Regions from separate parts of the Zea mays genome. Here region 1 is linked to region 2. The links are chromatin contacts, called in public Hi-C maps. All regions are on one chromosome and are shown on one strand. The core of a region is the stretch at or near the end of the contact, and the rest is flanking DNA. Distances in the headings are between cores, read along the strand shown.

Evidence for each region. Hi-C and Micro-C count contacts between places; a contact is called where the count stands out from the background.
Region 1: a contact with region 2 is called in a Hi-C map of tassel, with 2.5 times the contacts expected there. The contact joins the promoter of LOC103629923 here to the promoter of LOC109940195 in region 2. A contact is called at or near these places in 2 of 25 Hi-C or Micro-C datasets (ear and tassel).

Annotation. Positions count from the first base shown.
Region 1 is chr6:122,758,125-122,765,405 of Zm-B73-REFERENCE-NAM-5.0, forward strand. LOC103629923 (UDP-glycosyltransferase 85A2) reads left to right here and starts at 4,074. Exons shown (of 2, transcript XM_008651025.3): 1 at 4,074-4,860; 2 at 4,970-6,255. The coding sequence starts at 4,185. The coding sequence ends at 5,922.
Region 2 is chr6:122,389,152-122,396,605 of Zm-B73-REFERENCE-NAM-5.0, forward strand. LOC109940195 (LMBR1 domain-containing protein 2 homolog) reads right to left here and starts at 3,777. Exons shown (of 14, transcript XM_020539451.3): 1 at 3,467-3,777; 2 at 2,656-2,738; 3 at 1,925-2,083; 4 at 1,432-1,645; 5 at 1,266-1,352; 6 at 1,038-1,177. The coding sequence starts at 3,634. LOC118472240 (a long non-coding RNA gene) reads left to right here. Exons shown (of 3, transcript XR_004850282.1): 3 at 2,588-2,690.

The DNA of each region.
Region 1 (7,281 bases), core at 2,824-5,323, 370 kb after region 2:
AAGTGCGAGGGTCGCTGCCGCCGTGGTCGGGCACGAGCAGGCGAACCGCAGCACTTGCACAGACGCGTGAGCTGGCGAGTGCGAGCGGTCGGACGCGAGCAGGGCGAGCCGTCGCTGACACACAGGCGCGCAAGCGGGCTATCTCTGCCGCTACAGGCACTTTCCTTCCTGGGGTCGTCGCTGTGGTGCGAGTGTTGCGGAGGGCGCCGCCGCGGGGGCGCGAAAGCTGAGGCGTGACAGTTGTGAGCACTCGCCACTAGGGCAGCAGGCCAATGGCGATGGCGGTAGGTGCCACGGCGCCACCGTACCCTTATCAATAGATCAAGAACAGTAGATCTAATCTACTTACAAGGCATACCTCTCAATTGTGTTGATAGACAATCAAAGCCTAGCTTAGAACAGTTCGACTAAGCTCGGCTAAGCTGGGACCTACCGATTTGATGAAGAGTTGATGCAGATTTAATCCCGCAGCAACATCGAGGTAGAGCGTGCTGATAATGTGTTAAGAAGTCATAGAAGTTCATTCTCTTCACAGTAATCCCGCTCTCTTCCCTCCCGCCAGCAGTAGAGGCACGACAAGTTATAGAAGCTCGTTCCCTTTCTCAGCAATCCACACACTCAGAGAAGACCCGTGGCATAGTATGTTGGGTTGGGGCTCTAATCTCTTTCTCATCACTATATTATAAGGGGGTATGAGTTCCTTTATATAGAGATGTGAGACCTCAAAGAAGCAAAATCAGTATTTACTCACATAACTCTAACTAGAATTACTTAACACTAGCCATGTGGCCATGTGTAACGGGTGAAGCCATGTGGCCATGTGTAACGGGTGAAGCCTCAAATCAGAAGACAATGAACTGACATGGTTCGCGTGAAAGATATAGAAAGCCCTGGGAGCAAACTCCTCAGTGCGGCCTAGTGTACCACATGCTGAAATTGGGGAAGCAGGGTGCACCTAGCATAAGATGCGAATGCATGGTGCCTAGGCCCGAATGTTGACTTGCTACCTGGCTTTGTTATCTATGGTCCTGTTTGGCACATCGATCCGCTACTTATTAAAAAACATATTATCTCAGAAGTTGGTGAAAAACAGCTTCTGCTTGTTAGTTCATTCTGATAAGAAGCTGGACTGATAAGCTGCTATAGAAGCTACCTGTTTAGCACAACTTCTGCTTAAATTTATGAAGAAGTTGAAAATAAGTTGTGTCAAACAGGGTCTGTATCTATATCTATCTACACCCTATATAAAGCACCACTTTAAACTTTTAACATCCATCCAAACAAATGTATCCAGAACTGGTAACGTCTATATATTCGCCAGGCAGAACGATCTAACTGCCGGTGATTATTATAATTTGATGATAGGCCATGTAGATGAAGTGATCGACAAGAGATTGATAGCTCTAGGAGAGATCGAGAACGACAAGATCAGTGTCGCTAAAGTTTACAATAAGAAGGTCAAGGCTAAGTCATTTTAGGTAAGAGACCTAATATAGAAGACCATATTGACACTAAGGAGCAGAGACCAGAAGTTCGGGAAATGGTTGCCAAGCTGGGAAGACCCTTACAAGGTCGCACAGGTAATAACCGGTAACGTCTACATGTTGCAAACATTGCAAGGCGAAGACTTGTCCAAGGCACTGAACAGTTGTTTACTAAAGCAATATCATCCCATTATATGGCAAGATGCTTAAGAGAACCCATGTGGTCACATCGAGCTGATTTCAGCCTGCACCGGTGCTTTTGGTTCGCTCAGCTTCTCCAAAAGGGAGGGGGCATGTGTTGAACACTATTTGTGGCACTGGGCACGACCAAACGGTCCGACCGCGAACGGTCCGCGATTAGATCGGATCTGGCGTAACTAATCGCTTTTCCACGCGAGTTTATCCCTCTAAACCCGCAGCTGCTATTGGGAGAAGTTTAGGAACAGGTTCAGACCTTCCCGTGTGTATATATATATATATATATATATATATATATATATATATATATATATATATATATATATATATATATATATATATATATATATTAAGGGGTACGACCGATTGCAACCACCAACAATCGATGAACAATCAATATATCTTCTTTTATTTACCTTTTGCTCTAGGATTAGACACTAATGCAGCTTTTGCTCTTTAATCTTCACTTCTTCGACTCTATGTCGTATAGATGCGTCTTGGGTGACCTGCCGATACTAAGACAAACCCTAAAATCTCTCCTCCTGACGGGATTCCTCCCGGGAGAAAGATCCAGGTGTTGTTGGCAAACTTCGCCACCCGTGTGCACGCGCGGACCGTCCGACCACCAGGCGGGGACCGTCCGGTTCGTCGACGTAGAATCCTCGCCTCTGCGCCAGGTTGCGTACCGTCCGACCCTCGGCTGTGGACCGTCCGCGCTACAGCAGAGAGCGTCGTCGCAATACGCATCGTATTGATTGGCGCCCAGATGAGCGTCAACACCCTTAAAAAACGGTTGAGTTAATGGAGTTGTACATGTCCTTATATTCTAAGACGAGTGACACATGTAAGGACATGTGTAGTGGCGTAGACAGCTATCGTGTGCTTGGGATAGTGCACATAGACAATAATAAAGACAAATCATACAACAGTCGGTCTAATAAGGTGTCTGAGTATTATTTAATTCATTTAAGATCTTTATTTCTCTTGTTGATCAAACATACAATGAATGTTGTTATTGTCTCGTATCCTTCTGGTACAACGTTGGTTTTGGGTCGACTGATTCTTGGAGCACAAGCCAGAGCCGGCGCCTGACGAGACGACAACAACATTCTCTCTCTTCACTAATTATGATTCACGTAAGATTTTTTTCATTAATCTCAGCCGATGTGGCATGATAGAGACGATTAGAGCATGTACAGCCGATGTGGCATGATAGAGACGATAGAGTAAGATTCTAGACCTGCTGGAGCATGGGCCGGTGGCGAACTATTTTCCAAAACTTAAAATAAAATGGCCTAGGAGCAAAATTGGGAAATACTACGCCACCTAGTTCGGGTGAAACAGAAATTATCGCCGCGTTTTAGCTTATCCATTTCCGAAGCCACCGCACCTGACGCCAATGGCCGTGCCGGCTTGACGGCTGGGGAACTCCGCCGGCGTCGACGTCAGCACCGACCACACAACCACGCCCTCCTGCTGCTCGCGCGCGCGCGCGGCCACGACGACGTCGCCGCGGAGGACGGCTTCCCGCTACGAGGCGATCCCGGATAGATGGGCATTCGGTACGAAGCGAGGCGCTTTGGAAGTTGGAACCCTCCACTGGCAGGCAGGCAGGCAGGGCACGATTGGCTTGTTGGAGCGGTAAATATATTTATATCGGGGGCAACGAAAACATCTTTGACTTGGGGCCCGCGCCGTGGAGGCAAACGAGGCGGGCCAACGCAACGCAACTTGGGCCAGTTTTTTTTTTTCTTTTTGACCGCAGCGGAGTCGAGGAGACTTTTCCGCGATATACGTAGTACGATGGTTTGCTCTCACGCCTTCTCATCGCTCCGTGGATATCGAGATCTCTCTACGGTCGCCCTCCTCCCAGTCCTCACACTACGACGGTCGAGTAGTCCTATACTACTAAAACCAATGCGTAGTATCCGTGATCCGTCTCGGCGGATCCTACTACACACCTCAGCAGCAGACTCTAGGCGCTGTAGACCAGGAAAGAGATTGCACGTACTATATACTTGCATTATTGCATATCTACACTTGTACAGACATCCATTCGATACGAAAGGCAAAGAAAGAGAAGCTGACAAGCTGTGGATGTGGAGTCGGTGTGGACAATCGCCGCGCGCCGTCTCAGAAGCCTCCAACGCCTCCGATCCGGCCAAGATCCGCACGGGATCCTGCCCCGGCATAAAAAAGTGAACTCACGCCCACGCCCACGGCACGGCAGTCAGTCGATCAGGTCCTCTGATCCGGTGAATCTTAAAGAACGGGCGAGGGAAACGTTTCCTGCTCCATCAGGTGAGGTCACTCATCAGGTCTGACCCCCCCCCCCCCCCCCCCCCCCCCCCCCCCCGGCCCGGTCAGACGATCGGTCACGTGCCCAAGACTCATCACCAAGGTGCAACATTGCATTCGGTCACACGCACGGGAAAGGGGATTTTTGGCCGAGCGAGAGAAGAGATATACGATTCTGGACGATATGATCTTGTCTAGTAGTAGATGGTGAATATTTCGATCGCCACGACGACGGCCAAAATCCCGCGCGAACATATATATCCGCGGCGGCGACGACAGGGACGCGCTGCCGTGCTGGCCTCCTATATATACGGAGCAGACGCTTGGGTCAGAGTCAGACTCGCAGAAGCCAGCCCATCTCAGTCAGCCGCAGCAGCAGCTAGCAGCAGCACACGTGCGGCTGCAGCCACGCCAGCAGCCATGGAGAGGAGGGCGCACGCGATGCTGTTCCCGTTCCCGTGCCCGGGCCACATCAACCCCACGCTCAAGCTTGCCGATCTGCTGCACGCGCGCGGGGTGCACGTCACCTTCGTCAACACGGAGCACAACCACGAGCGGCTGCGGCGGGAGCGGCGGCGCGGGTTCCGCTTCGAGGCGGTGCCCGACGGGCTGGCGGACGAGGACCGCGTCGCTCCCGACAGGACCGTCCGGCTGTACCTGTCGCTGCGGAGGAGCTGCGGCCCGCCGCTGGCGGAGCTGGCGCGCCGGCTCGTGCCGCCCGTCACCTGCGTCGTGCTCAGCGGCCTCGTCAGCTTCGCGCTCTCCGCCGCCGAGGAGGTCGGCGTGCCGGCGTTCGTGCTCTGGGGCACCAGCGCCTGCGGCTTCGTCGGCACGCTCCGCCTGCGGGAGCTCCGGCAGCGGGGCTACACGCCGCTCAATGGTCCGCTCAATGATCATGCATGCATGTCGAGTTGCACTTGCATGACTTGCACGTCAAGAAGATTACTCCATCGTATCGTATGACTGCATGCTCTTCTTCTTAATGGCAGACGAGAGCTACCTGACGAACGGGTACCTGGACACGCCCATCGACTGGATCGCGGGGATGCCGACGCTGCGGCTCGGCGACATCTCCAGCTTCGTCCGGACGCTGGACCCGCAGTGCTTCGCGCTGCGCGTGGAGGAGGACGAGGCGAACAGCTGCGCCAGGGCGCGGGGCGTCATCCTCAACACGTTCGAGGACCTCGAGCACGACGTCCTCGCCGCGCTGAGGGACGAGTTCCCGCGGGTGTACACCATCGGTCCCCTGGCCGCCGCCGCCGCGGGGGCGCTGAGCCTGTGGGAGGAGGACTCCGAGTGCGTGGCGTGGCTGGACGCGCAGGCGGACGGGTCGGTCCTGTACGTCAGCTTCGGGTCCCTGGCCGTGCTGTCGCTGGAGCAGGTCGCGGAGCTCGCGTGGGGCCTGGCGGCCAGCGACCGGCCGTTCCTCTGGGCGGTGCGCCCGGGGCTCGTGGCCGGGGACCGCGGCGCCGACGCGCTGCCCGAGGGCTTCCTGGCCGCGACCGGGGGCCGGTGCTTCATCGCCGAGTGGTGCGCGCAGGAGCAGGTCCTGCGGCACCGCGCCGTGGGCGGGTTCCTGACGCACAGCGGCTGGAACTCCACGGCGGAGAGCATCTGGGCGGGCGTGCCGATGGTCTGCTGGCCCGGGTTCGCCGACCAGTACATCAACTGCCGGTACGCGTGCGAGGAGTGGGGCATCGGGCTGCGCCTGGACGAGGCGCTGCGCCGGGAGCAGGTCGCGGCCCACGTCGAGGAGCTGATGGCCGGCGGTACCGACAGGGCCAGGGAAATGCGGCGCTGCGCCGCCAAGTGGAAGGCCGCGGCCTGGAAGGCCACGGCGCCCGGTGGGTCGTCGTGCGAGAGCCTCGACAGGCTGGTGGATGATCTGCGGCTGTGGGAGGAGGACGCCGAGCTCGCCACCGCCACGCCGTTGATCAGGTGATGCCGTGAGACCGTAGCACGCCCACACGCGGACTTCACGTCGGACGTCTCCTTCCGTCTCCATGTCGTCACTCGTCAGGCTACAGGAGTTGGAGTTGCTGAATAAGGGTTCAGTGACCTGGTTTCGTACTTGCAGTGTCTCGCTCCGACCACGCAAAAATACAGTAGTAATGTGTACCAGTAGCTGTTGGTTGCTTTCGCGTCAACGTAGACATCGTGACCGGACGAACTATGCCAATTTGACTGATAATACAGCGCGGTGCAGTCGTTCCAAAACCATGTGCCGACTCGCCTAATTTCATGCTCTTGCTCTCTGGTCAGCAACAGCAACAAACTTCAAACCCGCTTTGACATGGCCGTTTAATAACAATAAACACCCCGCTGCCGCCTGAGCGTGGTCGGCCGGGGCGGGCAAAAGCAGCTGTGGAACTGACTGACACCATCTCGTCACGACGAAACCGCTCCGCTACACGCTTGCTCGTACTAAACAAAACGAATTTTCGGTCGACGGGCAACCATCAATCATCATTTAACTAAGCTCCCGACCTGCCGCTTAGTATAATATATATACTAGTGCCTTCAGCTCTGACCGACCCCGCCGGCGGCCGCGCCCGCCCGTACGTGTCGCTGCCGGTCGCTTTCGGGTGCCTCACCTTAACCCATCGGTTCTGGCCGGTACGAAAGCAACACCCGTTGCGCTTCTTTACCAGAAACGCGGTCCTGCATGTGGCTCCGGCCGGAAGAACGAAGGTGTCGGCTGTCCGCGGCCGCCCCGAGATACGTCTACGTGGCCGGCGGCGATCTTGCGGACCCATCCCTGGCCACGCGTCGTCGGCCGTAGGCTGCGAGAGCGAGGCCACATGGTTTCTCGGGCTGCCTGCTGCCAATGTGGCGCCGGTACACACGGCAACGGATAGAAAGTGTTACAAAATATTACATATGTGATCAATCTAAAGGGTGCGACAGTTTTCTCCAAGAGACACACCCCTTTAGATATACCCCTTCATTATATACTAGGTGAGTGTCCGTGCGTTGCAACGGAACACAAACTATTCGTTAAAATATTAGCCAACAATGATTATAGTAAGAAAAACAACACATAATTTATAATCAGCATCGTAGTCCTCTGCAGAGACAATGTTTGAGAGAGCTCCTGCTAACAAGACAAAAAATCTAAAAGATAATTATTTATACGCGGATGTTCTTCTAATAGTATTTCACATGTCCTATGTAATGAAAACCATCAAAACATGTACCATCAAGAGCGCCGCATGATGACCACGAAGGCACCTGAGAAAAATGGGTGGTACATGTTTTCTACAAATTAGGAAGGCACCTGAGAAAAAGGGGTGGTACATGT
Region 2 (7,454 bases), core at 2,527-5,026:
GCAGCCCCGGTCATGGAGGATGCGGCAGCGGCGGATGTTGGGAGAGATGCGGTGGGCGGCGGCGCAGATGGGCTGGGCGGCAGTGGCATGGTGGTGGAGGCAGGCAGCGGTGGGTTCTGGGTGCCGGTGATGTAGGTATGGATGGAGGAGATGTTCCCCTGCATCGCGATCATGTTTCCCTGCATGACAGCCATGTTCCGTGAAATTTCCCGGACTACTTCAGCGAGGGAATCTAGGGTCAGGGGAACAGATGAGGTGCCTGGCGGCACATAACCGGTGGACGGCACCGTGGACGGCACCGCGGCTAATGGCAGCGACGCCGACGCCTGAGAAAGCGACGGCGCTGATGGCGAGGAGGGCAGCGGCGCGGACGGATCGCTGGACATATCCGATACCAGATTGATAGGAATACGATCCCTACCACGGATTGGCCTTAGGTTGTATGAGTGTGAGGGGACTGGGCGAGGGAGGAAACGCCCACGGCTGTGTTTGGGCGCCGTGGATGCTGGGCGCAGGGAAAGAGGGAGATGGGCTGCTGAACGGAAGAGCGCACTGATGAACAGTAGCGCGGTGAACAGTAGCGCGGTGAACAGTGCGCGCGATGAACAGTGGCGGCTAGGGTTTCTCCCAGCTCCCAGAGGGAAGCTGGAAACTATAATTGTTTCTGCTTAATTCCATATAGGGTGGTGCTTACAATTATTTATACTCCCTTCTAGTACTTATCTAATGAGATCAAATCCCTCTTTTCTCTCTAACAAATCTTATCCCTTAATCTTCTAATCCTTATCCAACTAATCTGCATGTGTAGATCCTTATCCAACTAATTTGCATGTCTATCCGTTGCATCTGCTGTTATCCGGCGCCTGTAGTGGCGGCCGGTCATAACAAATACATTAGTCAACAGTATAATGTTTCCTGATTCAGGGTTAAATTAGATAGTATTGATAATTCAGGGAGGTAAATATGTAACTTACTCTAACTAAAAATGCATGGTATAAATAAAGGCTACTAACATGTAATATCATAGTGTATCATACCTTTTACGTCTATAATACTCTTCGTGAGCTTTTCTAAGTTGACGTCGGAGTGTAGCCATTGTTTTATTATCACTATCATAGTCCATATCGTGTTCCCCTAATTTCCCACCAGAAGGCTTGAATAATGGATCATCTTGCAGCTGAGGGGGAAAATATGTGAAGTAATGAATTATTAAGACTGATATCGATTTCTTAATGAAACTTGATGTGGCACCTGAGAATCCATACCATTTGAGTCAGCGTATTATTGATCATATCCATGCAAGGTCTTAATGGGTCACGCTTGGACATTTGATTCGAGGTGGCTTGGACAACCTTAGATTAGAAAGGAACAATCATTCAGAGAAATTCAGTGGTCATGATATGATTGTTTCGAATCTAGAAAAGTACATACAAATATTGCATTGCAATATTCTTGGTGAGCATGATCAAGCTTTGTAGCCATCTTCGAAACTCTGTGAGACAAAAATTGTAGGCGATGAGTCCAATCAGCACTTCGCCATACATTCCTTGGAATTTCGCTCAATCCAAACCCAAGCAGAAAGGCACCTGTCACTAAGCCAAAGGTATTTGAGCATGCCATGGAAAAGCCCAAGATACCACGGACCCTGCCAACAGTAGCATTATGTAAAGTTAAGACAGTGAAGCAATAATTCAAACAAACCCCTCCCTAAAAATGGTTTCTAAAATGGACTCGACACAATCAAGAAAATATTGTCAAGAAATATTCAAGGAAGTGAATGAATTTTTATAAAATTAAAATTACCATGTTAAGGAAAAAGTTAACTTAAGTGCATTCTAAACATATCAATTACTTGTGCCCAAGTTGCATAAACATATTAGATCAATCAAGAATTATACAAGATCACTAGACAATCGAAGCATACCAATCATGGCGCATTATTATAATTAGAATGATTCCAAAAAGGCCGATAGCTCCAACAGTTGCATAATAGGTCATGTTCTTGTGAATGCTAGTTTTCAGTCTTTCTCTGAACGTGAATTCTCCAGAATCTTCATACCCCTGAAGAGTGGGAACTATAGACCTGTTCAGATAGATAGATTGATAGAATTTTCAAATGACAGTACTGCAAAAATGCACATGTTAATAAACGACCTAATAACTGTGAACCTAGAGAACTGAAAAAAAGTAAGCAATTCATAAGAAGAAAGCAACTAGGAAGGCCAGTAAGAACTGCTCTTATGTCAGTGAGAGCTCATCATAAATATGGTATCCTGATAATGAAAACAGCAATGCCGATCTGGATGTCAGGATTTGATCATATTGTTCATAGATAGTACTACTTGTAGAATGCAGGACAAGCGACCATCTCAAAGGATCCAATTTATCTAGTTGAGAGAAAAAAATATTCAGTAGACGTTGACCAATTTTTTCTCAAGAAAAGAACGCTGACCAACTGGTCAGTTAAAAGTTCAATGCTTATGCAGAAGTTTCACACTGCATTAACATTATGCAAAGGACATGTCATGTTTTGAGCTCATTATTAGAAACACAGAGAACATCACTAATGCCGTTCGAAATCTTGCAGCGCTGCAAATCTGCAACCAGAAGGACGATTAACAGAACACGAGCCTTTGTGGTCGGTCACTGGCATACCATGCTAGGATAAACGTGCTCCAATACGACCAGCTCCAAAAGAACCCGACGTCACTCTTCTGATTGCCGTTGCCAGAAATTGCCTGCGAGTCAGAAAAATGGCATAACGGGTCAGGCCAACGGAATGAAAGCAGACTACGCCGCAGACCCAGCGCACATCGCGCTCATAGCGTAACAAGTAACAACACCTTGATCTTGATGGTCTTTTCATCTGCAATTATTATTATTATATTACTAAAGACCATTTCCAAACAGCGACGATAAAAAACCTACTTGCTTTATCGATGTTGATGGTGTGCTTAAATTTCAACAACAAACTCCGTTGACGAGTCATAGAACCAGCCCAATGCCAATTTGACGATTTCAGATCGCCATCTAACCCCAATCACTTTCTTGATTGTGACAGTTTCCACGAATTCCTACCTTCAGTACCTTGGCATCGAGACTATTACCTACCAGACTACTGGGTACGCTATCGAACCACCATTATTCATAAGTTAATCCAGTTTAAATCATTTCTTAGTAAACTAGCAACAGGTTCAGAAATGGATATGGTTCATCCAAACTCCGATTCTGACGCTACATTACCAGTGTCCTAACCAAAACGGCTCCCATCTCCCGCAGTCGCACGACCGCGCAACGCAACCAGCACAGTTTACTGGTAACCCGGCTGTACGCGCAAATGATCTCTGTTAATTAGTGAATAGTGATAGCGCGCGCACTAAGCGGAGCGGCGGAGAGGTCGCGGCGACGCACAGGCACAGCATTAGCACACTCTGCACTCTAGCAGCACGGCGGGAGGGAGGCGCACCGTCCAGATGTCAGTAGGGACGAGGACAACGAAGGAGAGGGAGGAGAGCCATGCGTAGCCGACGACGGCGAGGACGTGGGCCGGCACGGCGGGGCCCGCGAAGTAGCGCAGCGTCGCCGCCACCATCCCCACCGTCAGCGGCAGCGATATCATGTAGAACACCCACATCTCTCCGCCGCTTCGGGCTTCCGCGCCCGCGGAATCGTGAAGAGAAGAGAATGGGGGAATGGACTGGACAGAAGAGGGGGGATGAATTGGTTCCGCGGGGAAGGAGGCGGGGGCTTTAAAATGTTTGGCGTTTTTGTGTGAGGAGGACTGAGGTGTGGTGTCGTGGTGGGTGGGTGGCGAAGCTGCTGGGGCCGGGACCGGGCGGGACCGGACCGGTTCAGCTGCTCACGTGTCATGGAGGTGGAGCCCGGTGATTCGAGCTCTCGTCTCTTTCTTGTCGGCTTCGCCTTTCACGTAAGCGCTGCATGGAGTTGGAGTTGGGACGACCAGGACCGCGTCCGACTCCGAGCTCCAGACCTGATCGCCGCCGCCACCGATGATCGGATGATGCCACATCGGCGCGTAAGTGAATGTGAATGCATGGGGGTCCGGATCCAATCATGCTTCGTAAAATAACCATGTCTTTTTTAGATTCTAATTCATCGTAAATCAAAACATATATTAAAGAAAAATAGAGTGAATAATACTGCATATCTATGGGTTTTTTGAGTTCTTTTTTATAATTTCTGATAGTTTAATTATATACGGCGTGACTATACTATACGGAAAACTTGATTGTATAGTAGCTTTATCTATTTTTATGACTTCTTATAGAGACCATGACAGTGATGATAGCGTAAAAGTTTCGGCGCAGAACTAAGGACTGTGTCAAAAGGACAAAGAAACGCATGCACCTTACATATACCCGTAAACGCGCATGTACACACGAGCTACTTGGTCGCACCCAATAATTTAACAAGCAGATTCATGCATGCTTCAGAAATGTTGTCGACCGGAAGGGGACGTCGACCACTTCGTTCGGTCAACTGTTTTTGCTAATAGCGGTCATTATAAAAAAATCCTTTATCTCAGTAGCTACAACCTGCAACCGCCCTTTCCAAAAAAAAATATGTACTATATATCTGCAACTGCAATGTTGCATGTTGCTAGCTTGTGCTCATGGTCATGAAGCAAGTTCTGCGAGTACAACTGTACAAGCAGCTTGGCAAATGGAGACCGTCCACCGCCCGTCCGGCCCACCAGGCAAAATCAGTAGTATCTTGCTTCAAACCAGGTCTCTGAATATTAAAAGAGGCCGAGGCCCATCAGAACTCAAACAGAAAAGCAAGCAGGAGACAGAGTCTCACCAAGTCTATACGACTATACTCCTTGTATAACCCACCAGCTTTAACTTTATAATAAAACCCATCCTGTCAAATCACTCCTACACCCATAACATTTCCTAAATCCATCAAACAACACTCTCAAATTCTTATAAAATCCATATGACCAAATCACTCCTACATCCATAACCCTCTCTAAATCCATCGAGCGATACTCTCAAGACCAACGGTTCAGATCGTTAGATAATCTTCCTCTCTCTTACTTACTCAAATCCAATAGCCAATGTTATTTAGACCATCATTTCACCCTCACCAGTCACACAAATAGTAACACCATGTCTCCCCATCACTTGTGCCGCCGTGGTCACCGGCTCCTTCGCGTTGTCGTCGTCGACCCCTCCCCTCACCTTTCCCCTTGAACCGTAGAGTTACCACGAATAATAGGCTACTGGTACCCGTAGTGGCACACCTCAGCCTCCACTGGTCACTGATGGTTCTGTTACAACTCCCATCAACCAGACTCACTTTGTAGCGTTCAATCTTGTCGATGACGATATATGGTTCGTGAATTCATACCCGCGAGACAAAACTCAATCCATATATATATATACCCATATACGCTTGTGGGTATGGATCTGTACTCATACTCGTACCTATCGGGTATCCGCTACCAAGGAATACTCCTTACTCGCCCGCTCACTACAATTTTAGCATTGAGCACCAAACAACAATTTTATCATAATTCAAAATTTTATTCAAGTGACATCAAACAACAATTTCATCATCAAACAACATGCCGTGGATGAAAATTGTTAAATGGAAATTCAGGATTGTGTATTGAAATTGGATGACCCACATGTCAGGTACCCATCGGGTAATGGGTATGGATACTAGATATCCACACCCGCGAAAAAATTACCCGCATATACCTTATTATATTCATACACATACCCGCGGATATAAAATTTCACCATACCCTTATCCAATGATAAGTACATATAGTTATTTACCCATACTCGTATCCATTGCCATCCCTAACAACGCACAATCCACTGTTACATTGTTTTAGTACCTTGGAGGTGTTTGGTTCTCTTAGACTACCTCTAACGGGTAGTGTAAAATAGGGGACATGAAACTATAGATAACATTGTTTGACACTGTTTGCAGAGTGAAGTTTAAAATAGGGGATGAGAAGGGAGATCTGCTAGGGATAGCCTTAACTAAAGTTTAGTTTCAAATCAGATGTTTGAATGTCAATTATGAGTATTAAATAAAGAAAGATCACCAATTAAGATCCTCAACATAATTTTCGGTAAGCCTCACAAGTATGCCACATCAAAATGGCCTATTTTTACGTATTAGCTCCTTCTACATTATACTGTTTTAAATTTTAGAGGAACTCGAGAGCAATAGACGGGCTTAAGGTTGTCTCCAACAATAGACCGTATAGCCTCCTGTACGCTAAATGTAGAGATCAAAGTGTCTGCCAGCAATGAACTGTAAAGGGTTCGCTAAAATAGCGAACGATGCTCACACACGTTATTATTGGCAATTCATTGTGCGTCTGCTATCCCACCTTTTCGTGTGAAAGCGATCTATAGTAGTGGAAGACGTGCTTCGTGGATTCGCGTCACGTCAGCGGTGCCAGCGGGTCAAGCTCAGATCGGCGTCAGTGACGACATCGGAGCGCTGTAAAGGGGCCGGGGTTGGGGAAGAGAGGAGATCGAGCGCAGCCGGAGAATGAGCGAGGACTTGGAGACGACGACGACATTGTTGATCGCGAGGTCGTCAAGTATGGCACTGCCGACCTACACCACACGGAGCTGCTCCATATAGTCGAACACGGTTACAAACTATTTATGTGATACAAAAACCGTACCAAAGCAGCACGATCAACTGGCTAGTTATATTAATACAAACTAATATGGTTACATGAGAGTTCATTAAAAAAAGCCTATGGTTTCAATTTATATGTAGGTCGACTTCCTTTTTCTGTTAATACATACATCGACAGATTTTCTGTCATTAGCTTCTCTTCGTAAAAGAATATGCTAAGCATTCGGCTCATAAAATCGCAAAGCATTGTCTAGCTCCTCTAGTGGCGATGTTGCAGGCAATTAAAAAGAAATAGCTGGTCTGCTAAAACCTCCCGCGCGCAGACAAACCACCTCCCGCGCGTGGTGAAATCAGCGTATTCGTGAGCGTTTTTCCCGTCCTACTTTTGAATTGGCGGCCAAGGAGCAAGCAAGGAATACAGCCATTGATGATCATCCACCCGATTGGTTGGCTGCGCGCCTGCGGACCGTCCGGCCCCAGACCGCGGACCGTCCGCACCTGACCAGAGAGCACCGCCGCCGGTTCTTCTTGAGTAATTGACGCTCCAAAAAAGCGTCAACAACAGCCATTGATGATCATCCACCCGATTGGTTGGCTGCGCGCCTGCGCCCGGGGGGCTAGGCCTGCGCGACTGCGCGAGCATGGCCGGTGGGATACAATCATACAAATCAAACGCATGGGCGGATGTAGAGAAATGCTCTTAAAATGGATGGTTTTGCATCTACCTTGCAGACAAATAAACACAACATGACATAATGTCAACACATACGATGATCTAAGATAAGACGCGTCCACGACAAGCCAACAATGCACATGATGAC